2 separate regions of the Mus musculus genome follow, and region 2 is linked to region 1. A link is a contact called in public HiChIP or PLAC-seq data. All regions are on one chromosome and are shown on one strand. The core of a region is the stretch at or near the end of the contact, and the rest is flanking DNA. Distances in the headings are between cores, read along the strand shown. Region 1 has its middle 15 kb from the start of Gm38982. Region 2 overlaps Zfp74 (zinc finger protein 74).

Evidence for each region. HiChIP or PLAC-seq counts read pairs in DNA pulled down with a chosen protein or histone mark.
Region 2: an H3K27ac HiChIP or PLAC-seq map of embryonic stem cells shows a contact between it and region 1, with 3 times the contacts expected there. The contact joins two enhancer-like sites. A contact is called at or near these places in 1 of 39 promoter capture datasets (liver) and 2 of 115 datasets of contacts at active chromatin or transcription factors (embryonic limb bud and embryonic stem cells).

What each region holds. Positions count from the first base shown.
Region 1 is chr7:29,537,278-29,544,085 of GRCm38.p6, forward strand. It overlaps 4932431P20Rik. Among named protein-coding and RNA genes, the nearest start is that of Gm38982, 15 kb to the right of the region's middle. Within about 2 kb of position 4,129, at least 4 of the 459 cell types and tissues checked have an H3K27ac peak or open chromatin away from gene starts, as enhancers often do. A contact at or near this core is called in embryonic stem cells, where this site is marked.
Region 2 is chr7:29,940,348-29,947,368 of GRCm38.p6, forward strand. Zfp74 (zinc finger protein 74) reads right to left here. Exons shown (of 6, transcript NM_178384.4): 3 at 3,144-3,198. The coding sequence starts at 3,158. Among named protein-coding and RNA genes, the nearest start is that of C230062I16Rik, 8.2 kb to the right of the region's middle. Within about 2 kb of position 2,599, at least 26 of the 459 cell types and tissues checked have an H3K27ac peak or open chromatin away from gene starts, as enhancers often do. A contact at or near this core is called in embryonic stem cells, where this site is marked.

The DNA of each region.
Region 1 (6,808 bases), core at 2,879-5,378:
TTCATTCTTCCATAAACAATCAGACCCTGGCACTGATGTTTCAGAAGGACTTTGGGGACCTTAAAAGTAAAAGCAGGTATCCCAAACTGCCTAAGTTGGAGAAAAAGCCTATCTCCAAAAAACCGGAAGAGGTACCTCCATGGGAGACATTTGTGGCACTCTACCATGTTTTGCGGATGCTACAGCAGCGGTATGCCAAAGACAGGGCTACTTGGATGGAAAAGTTTTACCAGCTCATGGACCTATACCAGATTAAGTCTCCTGGAATCCAGAGGCTGCTGCTGGACCTGCTCCTGACTGAAGAGCCCCAATCCCAAGAGTTCATCTCCAAAGAGACTGTGGAGGCCAAAAAGCTGATGCCCGGGGAACGGCTGCTGTACTGCTTGGTTTGTGGTAGCTCCCACCCCCCACAAATCCCTCTGGAGTTCCGGAATGTCATACCCCTCCCCGAACAGAATAACGTGTATACCATTAGTCCCAAAGGCATTACCAAGTACGGAATCCTGGAACTTGCCTGGAAGAGCCTGCCCCAAGCTGACATTCATCTCATCAGGAAAGAGTCCCATGTCATTGTTCCCACTCCCTAGCTTGGGACCGGCTAAAGGCCAGGAGTTTCCTTAGCTGGAGAAAGGCCTGGCCATCAGAAACTAGACCTTCATCTCCAGGCCTACACAGGTAGAGCCAGGACTAAGTTGTTTGCTTATTTATTTGTTCTTTTCCATACCCAACTCTAGAAAACAGTTTCTGTATGTGGAATAAACAGAAAGTACTCTTTTGCAACAAACTTTGATGTATCCCTTTAAGCCAGTGTTAAATGTGTTTCTCCCAGGTCACCAGGGAAAGCAACCATGTGTCTGACAGTGGGACAACCTCCCCAAAGCCAGTTGGTGTATACCCTGTTAAAGGTGAGGAGGTCAAAGAGCCTCCCCTACCTTTCTCACCATCCACAGTTAATCCTAAATAAACAATAGAGAAAAAAAAATGAGAAAAACATTAGTGTTTGCTGGCACGACAGAGGACATGACTCTCTTCCCTGGGGACAGCTCTGCTTGCTAATGACTTGAGACTTAAGTAGCAGATGTCTAAGGCCTTAGTTTTGCTGGGATCTCACTACGTAGATGCATGCCAGCAAGAGGTTTGCTTACTGAGCCACCTTACTGGCTTCCTGAATATATACTGTTTTAACCCTATCGTTGCAATGAAAACATCCTAAGTCACCCCAGGTTAAGAGCCACCTGAGTATCTATCCCGTAGATACACCAGTTCCGATGAATGTGGGGACCCCATCTGTTCCATGGCCCCAGCACTTGGAACACTGTCCACCTAGGAGCTATTGATATGTATTCTCCACCAATGAAATGAACCAATTCAAGCCAAATTAAAGTATATAAAGGCAGGTCTATTGTGGGGGTGGGGGTGGGGCAGCTCTTAGGCAGTCAAGGGAAGTAGCCACACAGACCAGGAGACAGAAAAGCAGGGAGCAGAGAGAGAAAAAGCATGCACCGGGGTGGGGGTGGGGGGAGGAGATGTGAGAAGGGGGAGGAGAAGAGAGAGGGAGAAAACCAAAATGTCTGGGTTATATAGTGAGGAGCCTCTTGGGGAGAAGAAGCCCAGGAAAGTTCAGGGTAGAGGACAGGGTGTGTCAGCCATGCCCTGTAACAGGTAGGGGCTGAGGGATGCTGGGAGAACCTGGAGGCCAGGTCCGCTTTGGTATGTTAAATAGGCACCTCAGCCACTTGTCCTAGGTCTAAATTCCAACTGCTGATCTGTCCATATTTCTCTAACTCTGACTTCTAATCTACTATCCTTGCCCCCACCCCTTCTCCCATGAGAAGATATATAAACCCGTCTTGGCTTCCTCTTCACCAGTTTAATGCATTATAACTCCCTCTAACCAGGTATGTGTTTCAAAGGTGGTGAGTCCTCTGTCACCTGCTTTATAACAGTGACTAAACAGTCACATCTCATTCTTCTGTTTCTAGTGGTTTTAATGAATGGATCCTGTGGTCTTCAGTGGCACCTTAAACAAATGTCTTAACTGAACACTCTACAGGCAGTAAATGTTCTATCAAAACAGAATTAAATACTCACTGTGCGAGGTTGCTCACACTTATAATCCTATCACTTGTGAGGCAAAGGCAGTAGGATTTCCACAAATTCAAGGCTGGCCAGGGTTACATAGTTCAAAACCAGCCAAGGTAACATAGTGAGTTCAAGGCCAGGATTACATAGTGAGTTCAAAGCCGGCCAGGGTAATAGTGAGTTCAAGGTTGGCCAGGGTAATATAGCCAGATTCTGTCTCTAAACAAGGACCCTAACGGTGCTGCAATCCCATTACTTGAGGAAAAGGAACTCAAAAAAGTTATTCTTGGCTACACAAGGAATTTGAGGCCAGAAGACACCTCATAAGACATTGTTGCCGAAGACGCACATCACACACACAGAGATAAAAAAAACATTTAAAAGGCATTAGTAAAATTGTAACAAACATAAAAAAGTTTAGGTATGCATGCTAGCTCTGAGAACTGAGCCCATGCTGTTGTCATGGAAAGCATCCATCCTAGCCCTGAGCTGCACATCTCTAGCTCCTATGTTACTAATTTTCAGAAGGTTTTGACATGTACATGTCTTTTTACCTTTATGTATTTATGTGCACCATGTGTGAGCGCGGTACCTGCGGAAGTCGGGGAGCTTCAGACTCCCCAGAGCTGGAATTGCAGGTGGCTGTTGGCATGCAGCTGCTGGCAACAGAATTCAGCTTCTCTTCAGAAATAGCATGTGCTCGACAGATGTGGTGGCACCCATCTTTAGTCCCAGCACCGGGGAGGCAGAGGCAGGCAGATCTCTGAGTTTGATTCTAGCCTAGTCTACAGAGGGAGTTCCAGGATGGCCAAGGGCTGTTACACAGAGAAACCCTTTGCCAAAACAAAAAGAAAAAGGAAAACAAAAAACAAAACAAATAGAAAACACTAGCTATGCTCTTACCTGTTGAGGTCTCTCTCCAGCATCCAGTTAGTCATATTTAATAGATGTATTGTAAAAGCAAAACAAGTATATAATTTGCAAATAGTCATGCATATATTGGTATAAATGATTAAAGGTTTTATTGCTTCAATGTGCAATTTTTTTTTTTTCTGAGACAGGGTTTCTCTGTGTAGCCCTGGCTGTCCTGGAACTCACTTTGTAGACCAGGCTGGCCTGGAATTCAGAAATCCGCCTGCCTCTGCCTCCCAAGTGCTGGGATTAAAGGCGTGCGCCACCATGCCCGGCTTCAATGTGGAATTTTAAAAGATTTGAGACCACTGTTAAAATGAACACTTGAAGCCTGACAACCATGCTTCCCTACAGGGAAGAAAGAAAGCCAATGAAAGGGAAGCCGATCAAGAATCTTGCCAAGGCCTGAATTCACGCAAGAAAACCAATGTCCAGGGCTGGTAAGACGGCCCAGTGCTCAGGAACACCCGCCGCTCTTGCAGAGGCCTCTAATTTGGTTCCTAGCACCCACACGGAGTCTCAAACTGCAACTCCAATTCTAAGTGATCTGACGCCACCTTCTGGCTTTTTTTGGCACTGCACACATGAAGGCAAAAAACACACACACTAAATAAATATTTTTAAAGACAGATACTTTAGATAGTTCAATCAGATGCTTTTTAATTGTGTGGTGGTGGGGTCATGTGTATACCATGGTGTGTGTGTGTGTGTGTGTGTGTGTGTGAGAGATAGAGAGAGAGAGAGAGAGAGAGAGAGAGAGAACAACTTTGAGGAGCTGTTTTTTCACTTCTACCTGGCCTAGGCAGTCTTGTTATTCTTGTCACTGCACTGCGTTGTCACCAGAGTGGCCAGTGCTTCTGTCTTCACATCTCATTGTAGAAGTACTGGGCTTACGGATGCCTACCACGGTATCCGGGGGTTTTTTTTTTGTTTTTTGTTTTTTTCAAAACACAGGTTCCAGGAATTCAAGTTAGGTCATCAGGCTGCCATGGAAAGTGTTTTTACCTACTGAGCTGTCTCCCCAGCTCCCAGTTAATGTTTAAAATAGGAAAATGGTTATAAACACAAGAGGAGGCTAGGAGAGTTGGGCGTGGTGCTGCACGCCCTTTGTTCCAGCACTCTGGAGGCGGAGGCAGGCAGGTCTCTGCACATTCAAGGTCAGCCTGGTGTACAAAGCGAGTTCCAGGACAGCCGGGCCTACACAGAGAAACCCTGTCTCAGAGAGAGAGAGAGAGAGAGAGAGAGAGAGAGAGAGAGAGAGAGAGAGAGAGAGAGAGAGAGAAGAGAGAGGAGGGAGAGGAGGGAGAGGGAGAGAGGGAAAAGGAGAGGGAGGGAGGGAGGGAAGGAGAGGGAGTAGGGTAAGAGAAACAAAACTGGAGGTGTGAGCCTTGTGGACCCCAGGAGGCAAGCTTGGTGGATCAGCAGCTTCATGCTAGTGCCCACCCACTGTTGGTGTAGAATTGCCGGAGGCAGAGCTGGACCTACCGGGACTCCTGAAACCCATTATACCCATTCCTGGTGCTGATGGGGTGGCCAGACTGGTCTCTACTGTCAGAACCAGGCAGACTACGTCTTCTTCTTCCTGCTTTTCTAATTTCTCACCAGAGTCTCCCCCTCTGGTGGATCCTAACTGGAAAGTAGCAGTTAAGGGATTGTGGGAAACGGGCTATAGGCTCCCTCCCTCAGCTACTGTGGAGGCCAGCTCCTTTGAACATAACTGCAGCCATTTTGTATTCAGTCTCCATTTTGCTCAGAAGATGAAATTCAGTTCAGGTTCTCAGGGAATTACGCACAGATGACACTGACAACTTCTCCTAAAAGGGCATAGCTCTGTGGTTGTAATTCTCAGGCTCAGTCACCCCAGTGCTCCGAGACTCCCCTGTTCACCACCCATCCACCACTCCTTTCCTCATGCAGGACCAATCAGCCTAAAAGCTAGTTGATAATTCTTTGTCTAGTCAGCCTTGCCTTCTGAACTTCTGAACTTGGCTTTTCCTATAAAAAAGCCTGCGATAAGAACAGACTGGTACCACAATTATGCTCCCAGGTTTTTGGGTTTTTTTTTTGGTGGCTGCGATCAATAAGTCTTGGGTTGTGCATTCAATAAACTATTCTTGCTTAACTGAGATCCATGTTTGTATGGTTTGTGGGGTGAATTCCTGAACCCCAACATCTACTACACAAAGCAACGAATGAAAGGGTCTGATGGAGTCTGTCAAATTCTAGAAAAAAACAGAACCGCGACAAGGCAAGGTTTTGGGTCACAATACATATTCTATTTTATGATTCACAGAGAGCTAAGAGTTAAGAAACAGTTAAGAAAGCCTGCTGCCTTTTAGTTCCCAGAACCCATATGACAGCTCCTAACCATCTATAACTCCAGTTTGAAGGGAGTTGTTACCCTCTTTTGGCCTCCACAGGCACTGCACACATTGTGCACAGATGTTATGTGGCGGTGAAACACACACATAAAATCTTTGTGGCTGTTGTTTTGAGACAGTGTATGTGTAGATCTGGCTATCCTGGAACTATCTTTGTAGACCATGCTAGCCTCAAACTCCCAGAGATCCGCCTGCCTCTGTCTCCTGAGCACTGGGATTAAAGGGGAGCGTCACTGCCACCTGGCTCAAAAAAAAAAAAAAAAAAATCTTTTGAAAATCAACAGAAAGCATTTTAAAACAATGAAATTTTAAATTTTAGTGGCTATGAAGTTCACATAGTTCAGTGAATGGGGCTGACAAACTATTCTATTTCTAAACTTGTGGCCAAAGATGACAGTTAATCTTCTGCAAGCCATCTAAGACGTTGAACAAAACAGCTGAGCGTGTTGGCTTACATCTGTAGTCCCAGCTCTGGGAAGGCTGAGTCAAGATGAGCATTGTGAGATTGTGAGTTCAAGGCCAGCCTGGGCACCAGCCACCCCATAATTCCCAGCCTGCTTGGTCAAACATGGGCTTAAGCTAATAGACAGTCTTTACTAGCCAGCTGGGAACTGCACTGGGTGTTGGAGATTCCACAGTAGCAGCAAGCCTTCAAGCACAAAAACCATACCCTGGGTTAACATACTTTAGTTACTTTAGTTAACAAGGATAGTTAGCTGTACTAACCAGAAGCAGAACTGTAGAAACCAAAAAGCAAGGTTTGTGCAGCTGGAGACTTTCCCACAAGGATGGGCTTTGACGGAATAGGTCTTTGTTTTGGCAGTTGGTGCTGTCTATGTGCTGAGTTTTACAGTCTGAACGGTACTTCCACCATGGAGTCAGTTGTGCTAAGGTCTGGGCTCTATCACATTCCTAACTCGTCTTAGTGAATGCGTCAGATCACGGACTCATCCAGTTCTATTGAGGTGTAGGTGGTCCCTCGGACTATTAATTTTACTGAGCTGATACATAATTGGTCATATAAGGTAAAATGCGCTGGCCTGCCATTAATCCAATCAGAATGAGAATTTAAGGTCCAGCCAGGATGATAGCAGAGCAGTTAGCCAGAGGGACCAAGAGGGCAGAGACTGGTATTATCTGGTTTATTTCTATGTTTTTTTTCCCCCCTCGGTCTCTTTTTTTTTAACCATGGCATTTTTTTGATCAAATTTTCTTGATCAATTAGCATAGGAACAAGAGGGTTTTTTGGTTTTGTTTTTCACAGGCCAAGCATAGTTTTCTTTATCTCATGAGAAGTCATTTCTGCAAGAGAATCTGTTGTTTTAATACCTCTAGGTCCCAATGAACCTATCTTGGCACACTTGGTCAAACAATTTGCACATGCCCACTGAGCCGTCTCAGGGATTCAGCAACCCTGCAGCTGTCCAGATGAG
Region 2 (7,021 bases), core at 1,349-3,848, 400 kb after region 1:
TGTCACAGAATCCTTCTATTCCATGTTCCTATCTCTCAGCTGTATATGTGCCACCATTGCTACCACTGCAAAGTCGCTCCGTTGCCCTTTAGAGTCAGTGCGAGCACAGACCATGGTCTTCCATGTGGTTTCTGGTGACAGCACCCGGCCTCCGGCATCAGCATGGTTTCCAATGGCAGTGCAGACCCCAGACATGGCCCTCGGCCACAGCACAGGCCAGGACACCATCACACCTCCACACCCCTCAGTGTTAGCATAGGCCAAGGACAGCAACACGGGCTCAGGCGACAACACAAGGCACTCACATCACCATGGCCCCTGGCAGTAGCACCATCCATACACATCAACATGAATTCAGACGACAGCACAGGCCACATGCTTCCAAATGGCCTTCAGTGGTAACATGGACCATGGACATCAATAAGGCCTCCCAGCTGCAGTAGGACCACGGACCTTCACATGAACTTCAGTGGCAGCATGAACCACGACATCAATATGGCATCAGGCAGCCACACAAACCCTGGACATTCGAATGGCCTTCAGCGGTAACTCAGGATACAGATACTAACATGGCCCCTGGCTGCTGTAGGACCCAGGACATCCACATGAACCTTGGGCTTCAACACAGCCTGGGGCAGTGGACCAGAGATACCACTGTGGCCTCTAGGGGAAGCAGGGACCATAGAGATCTTCCGAGGAGGCCCAATTCAGAAAACATTTCTCATCTCGAACATCCTGTTGTTCAGAGCCCGGGCGCAGCATGTTTGAGGCTGAGTCTGCGCAAGCTTCAGGCTGCCGCCCAACACCATTAGCCACGTTCCCTGTCCACAGCAGCCATCTCTCACATCTGTCATCAGGGTCTCTACCTCTGCCTCTCTCCACTGCTCAATCACTGCACCACTCCTCCATCTCCCCCTCTCTACTTCATATAAATAACATCGGAAACTGCAGTGCGTCACAGTTTGTTTTTTGCCCAAACAGATTTACATGCGAATACTCATTGTAACGGGTCATCTGTCATCAAAAATATTGGGCCCTTGCCCAGACTTGTCTCTGATAACCAGAGTCAGGGTGATAATGTGGCTAGGCAGGATGCCCCAGGGGCAGTTTCTGTGCACGCTCCTAGCTGCTGCATACCTCCCTGCCCTCAGTGTCTGCCAGTTGGGGGTTCACCAGGCGTGACCTGTGAGCAGCACCCCTTCCCTACGCTTTCACTCTCCCAGCAGTGCAAGCAGCACAGGCTGCAGCCACAGCGGCTCCATGCTGGAGGGTTTAGGACTAGCCCTATACAGCAATAACATGTTTCTGAGGGAGCTCCAGGATGCTGCCTACCACCCTGTCCTTGTTTCCTGCAGCCCCACGGCTCACCGGGCACAACTGTTAAGTTTGTAGGATGTAGGCCAGCCAGGCCGCCGTACTGCCTCATCGGTACTGGCAGCCCCGTGGTGCATCAGGCACAGCCTTTGTGCTTGCAGCTTGCTGGCTGAGATGCAGTGGCAAAGGGTAGTCATCATTCTCTGCCATGTGTAGATATGTTCCACCATCTTTCCAATTTCTTACTTTTCCATTAATTAACTTATTTATTCACTTTACACCCCTATCCCTGTTCCCCACCCCATCATCTTTCCAATTTCATGAGTCCACTTTTCAGAAGCATCCTCCCATAAGACTTGTCTCCTCCCACCCCACCCCCATACTTGTTCCAGAGCTGCTTCGGGCTCTGCGGACTCCCTTTCTGCCGCCGCATCACCCTTCAGAGCCTCCCTGCGTCTCTCATGCTCCATAGAGCTCCCCTAGCTGAACTGCTGAATTCTCATGCATTTTGGAAACCCATAATGCAAGCATTAAGCCAAATCCACCACAACGAAGTTTGACTCTGCAGAGGTGTTAGAAGCCGAACAGTGAGCTGTGTGAGGCGGTGTACGGCTGTAGTCCTGGAAGGAGCAGTTCAACATAGTCCTTAGCTACATGCCCAGCACGGGAGATGGTTCTGGCTGGCAAATAAAGTTGCTGGTGGCCAATGGGTGGGCAAGGAGACAGAGGTGGGACTTCAGGATGTGCAGACAAGGGACCAGGGAAGTAGGAGACCTGCATGCCATGCCAGGGAAGTAGAAGGATTAGGCCTTAGAAGTGCAGGACAGAGAGACAGCCAACGTGTAAGAGTCGGGGATCATGGTCCAGGAGGGTGCAGGCTGGGGCAGCCAGGCTGGAATGTAGGTTTTAGTAAGTAATAATTCAGGAGCATGGGAAGGGAGAGTGTGCTAGCCATGTGAAGGTTTGGGAGTGGCCCTGCCACTTAGCTGCTTAGGGCATATTAAATATAAGGCTGTGTGAGTGTATGAGAGAGAGAGAGAGAGAGAGAGTGTGTGTGTATGTCTTTCATTTGAGAATCTACAACATTGGGGAAGTAGAGAGGAACTCACAGCCACTGCTGGGGAGGTTAGAGCTGTTTAATCAACTATGGCTACAGACTTCATGTGAATGGGTCCATTGGAGTGTAATGTAGTCTCCTGATTCTTTCACTGTGTTGATGGGATTCCTGCTGTGAGTAGCAGTGCTCTCCTGACTGCAGCACTTGACTTTTTAGAGACACTCCCTTACTGCAGTGCTTGACCATTTAGAGACAGTCCCTGAGTGCTGTGACACGCTCCACCATTGGCAGCTCTGGATTGTGTTTACTGTGCTGCGGATGTTCATTTGTACTCCTTCTGATTCTCCTTCTAAATAGCTTCTACTTAGACAGAAACTATTTCATCTTTAGTCAAAACAGAGAAACAAAAAATGCAGTCTTTACCAACTGCAAAGAGCCACAAAGCATTGTTCTCGTTGACCCAGGCACCAATGAGAGGCTTGTTCCTGTGATGAAATGATTGGCTTTAGCCTTATAAATAGTGAAAGTGGTACGATGAACTTGACGCCTGGTTTACGCTACCTAAAAGAATGAGACTAAAACTTGAGACCCAGCTTTAACCTCTCTGAACTGACCTCATACAACAGCCACACTGGAACTCTCCCTTACTTTTAATCTTCTAATGCTACTTCCTCTGGGAAAAAAAAAACATTTTATGTATACAGACGTTCCAAATGCATGGCACCGGTTATAGTAAGAAGAAGCAGAGGATGAGACAGTATGTAATATTTACCTCAGACTCGGTCATTTCCTCTTCTTTTTAGGGGGGAGGTCCTGAGCAAGCTGAACTGGCAAAAAGAACAGAAGTCATTAAAGCACAGTTGACTCTGTGGTTTCAGAAAGCTGCATTGATAACTACAGTCTGTGGTATCACCTTGTTGACGTTGTGAGAAGATGCACTTCTGTGTTTTCAATTGTTGGTTCTGTTCCGGCACAGAACTAAATGCGGGCAGAACTCTGGTGCTATCTGTGGCTCATCACCAGGTTTTCTATTTTGTAAATATTCGTCCTTCCTCACCTACTTAAAGGCATCTAGAACTGTATCAGAGGTTGTCTCACTGCTGATTGGTTGTAATAAAGATCTGATGGCCAATAGCTGTTGGAGGTTGGTTCTAATGCTTTGATTCAATTGGGAATCTGAGTATCCAAATGCTAAAGGTCCTTGTCCCCAATTGGTTTTTGATCCATCAATAAACATGCCAATAGCCAGTGGCTGAGCACTGGGCAGGACCTTTAGAGTTGCTAGGGCTTGGGCACAGAGAGGACCAGAAGAGAATCGCTGTGACTGCCTACTGTTCACTGAATTTCTTGAATCTGTGGTTCACTAATTTTGGAAAAATCCTCAACCATTATGTCTTCAAACTTTTTTTTTCTTCTGCATTCTCTTTTTCTCAGATATTCCAATTGCATGTGTTAGATACTTTCTCCCTCCATTCTTGGATGCTCGGTTCTCCCACCACCCCATCTCTAACACTGTCTATTTTAACTATGGCTGTGATAAAAACACCCTGAGAAAAGCAACTCAAGGACAAGGGGCTTTGTTTTGAGTCACAGTTAAAGCTACTGCAATCTGTTGGGGTGGTTTTTTGTGCACTGTGTAAAGGCTGTCTTTGTATTCTTTAAATGCTGATTTCTGAGCTGGCAGAGAGTTGAGTGCAGATGGCTTGGTACTGTTATTCAGATGGCTACATCATAGTTTGTAAACTCTCCCTCCCTCCCTCACCTTTTGATTGGTTTAATGAAAGGTTAATCGCCTATAGCAAAGGAGGAGAGAATAGGCAGGACTTCTGGGCAGAGACAGGAACTCTGGGAAAGCCTCTGACATAGGAGGATTCACCAGCCAGACATGGAGGAATGAACCAAGATAACTGATGAGCCACATGGCAGAACATAGGTCTGAATATTCTTGCCCAAGGGAACTGGCACTATTAAGAGGTGTGGCCTTATTGGAGGAGGCATAGCCTTGTTAGAGGAAGGGTGACATTGTAGAGACAGGGCTTTGAGATCTCATATATGTGATTATGTGTGGTTAATGTGATCCAGCGACCCTCTTACTGGCTGCCTGCAGCAGACAATCTCCTGCTGCCTTCAGATGAAGATGTAGAACTCTCGGCCCACTCCAGCACCATGTCTGCCGGCATACTGCCCTGCTTCCCACCATGATGATAATGGATTACACCTCTGAAACTGTAACTCAGCCCCAGTTAAATGTCTGCCGTGGTCATGGTGTCTCTTACCAGCAATAAAATCCCAACGAAGAGCAGGGTGTGGTGGCGCACACCTTTAATCTCAGCACTCGGGAGGCAGAGGCAAGCGGATTTCTGAGTTCGAGGCCAGCCTGGTCTACAAAGTGAGTTCCAGGACAGCCAGGGCTATACAGAGAAACCCTGCCTCAGAAAAAAAAAAAAAAATCCCAACGAAGACACATATACTTAATTTTTTTTTTCTTGGTTTTTTGTTCTTAACCACTGAGCCATCTCTCCAGTCCCCGTGTAGCCATAATCTTATACTGATGGTAATCTTTATAATTGATGCAAAATTGAGGTTACAATTTCTTACATTGGTACAGAATTTATATATTGGTGTAAAATTAAGGTTTTCATTGGTATAAATCTGTATATTGATACAAAGTTTGAAATTAATATTGTTACTCTTAGATAGGCATTGTGCCTATGCAACTCAATTAAGAATACAAGGTGGGGCTGGAGAGATGGCTCAGCGGGTAAGGGCACTGACTGCTCTCCCGAAGGTCCTGAGTTCAATTCCCACCAACCACATGGTACAGCTCGCAGCCATCCATAATGAGATCTGACGCCATCTTCTGGTGTGTCTAAAGTCAGCTACAGTGTACTTATATATAATAATAAATAAATCTTTTTTAAAAAAAGAATACAAAGCTTTGACCCAGTTCTTCTAATAACTGTTATTACAAACTGTTCAGGACGATTAAGTAACACAAGTTAAGGGCCAGATAGCAAACTCATGGTAATGTTAGACTCTGATTTAATTATAATAAAGTGTTTTCAATTTACTCAAATAAAAAGAGTAGTTAAGGCTTAACAGTTCAGATATACTTTACATAAATAGTCTTCAAAAAAACATCAGTAGTCCACAGAATGTGAAATTTAATGTTATTTCATTATTAAGGATCATTTGATAATGAGACATGTCTGCTCCTGACAGCTTCCCCGTCCCCTTTCAGAGAAGAATTTGATCATCAAAACCTCCATATAGAGTTACTCCAGTTATGACAGTGTAGCCACTGGACAAAAGTTGTCCTATTCATCTACAGATAAAAAATACTGTGGGATTGTTGACAGTTTAGCTCTGCCAATACAAAGTAAGCTAGTCCTTCATAGTTCCTGCTTCATTTCAAGGTCTGTCAGATGGTTCTGGGCCAGAAGGCTGAAGACAGATGCTCCGTTATAAGAAACTAGTGGCTGTCCAGGTAGTCAGCCGTCTCTGCAATTTGTTTAGGTGTTAGAAGCTATGTTTTTATGTGTCCCACATATTCAGGTAGTAATTTGTTCTCAGATTTCTGATGGGGTTGAAGACCAGTTATAGTCTCATAATCAAACTCAAGTTGTTTAGCATTGAGTGAGATGATGTAGATTTGAAAGGATAGTTTTCAGATAGTAATGAAAGCTAAAATCAGAACATTATTCAGCTACAGTATTGATAGGTCTTTAAGTTAGGATAGAAGGTAGAGTATTTTATCTAAATTGGCAAAACTGATGTACTAGATACTTTTAATATATACCATACCTCATAGTTTACATGACTGTTACAATTATGTTCCATGTATTTTGGAAAGAAAAGGTCTTTTTAGTGGACAAAAAGGGGAAATGTAGTGGCTTGTGTTCTCGTGCTGATTGTGTTACCAGAAAACCTGTTTGCTGTGTCCCACATGTAGGCTAAAGGAAGCCTGCCCCCCCCACACACACACACACACCCAGCTCTGATTGGGAAATAAAGTTGCCGGTGGCCAATGGCTGTGCAGACAGAGGCAGGACTTTTAGGATTCCCGGGCTTGGGACAGAGAGAGGGGAAGATGGAAGATCACCATGAAGGGGAAGCAGAAAGATAAACTGCATGTAAGAATTCAGGAAAGTGGTCCTAGTAGCCTCTACCCCAATTGGTTCTGGGGTAGCAGAGATGAAATATAGATTTTTAAAGGTGTTCATTCTGGAATACCGGAGGAGAGGGGTTGCTAGACAAAGTGCCCAGTCAATGAGCTAGTCAAGACATATCAAAATTAACTGACATGTGTGTATGCCTTTCATTTGTAAATCCAGAGAGCTCTTGGGTGCATGCATGTGACCCGCTGGGAGCTCAGGGCAGGCTAACTACCGCTACAAGAAATAGCTCATAAAAATGAGCCAAAATAAATACCATGCTTCAAAATAGGTAAAATCAGCATGGTAAGTATGGTTATTTCACTTCTAAACTTTCAATTTTGCTTATTTATATACCAATTTAAAACCAGGGCTCAGGGGTGGAGAGATGGCTCAGCTGTTAAGAGCACTGACTGCTCTTCCAGAGGTCCTGAGTTCAAATCCCAGCAACCACATTGTGGTTCACAACCATCTGTAACAAGATCTGATGCCCTCT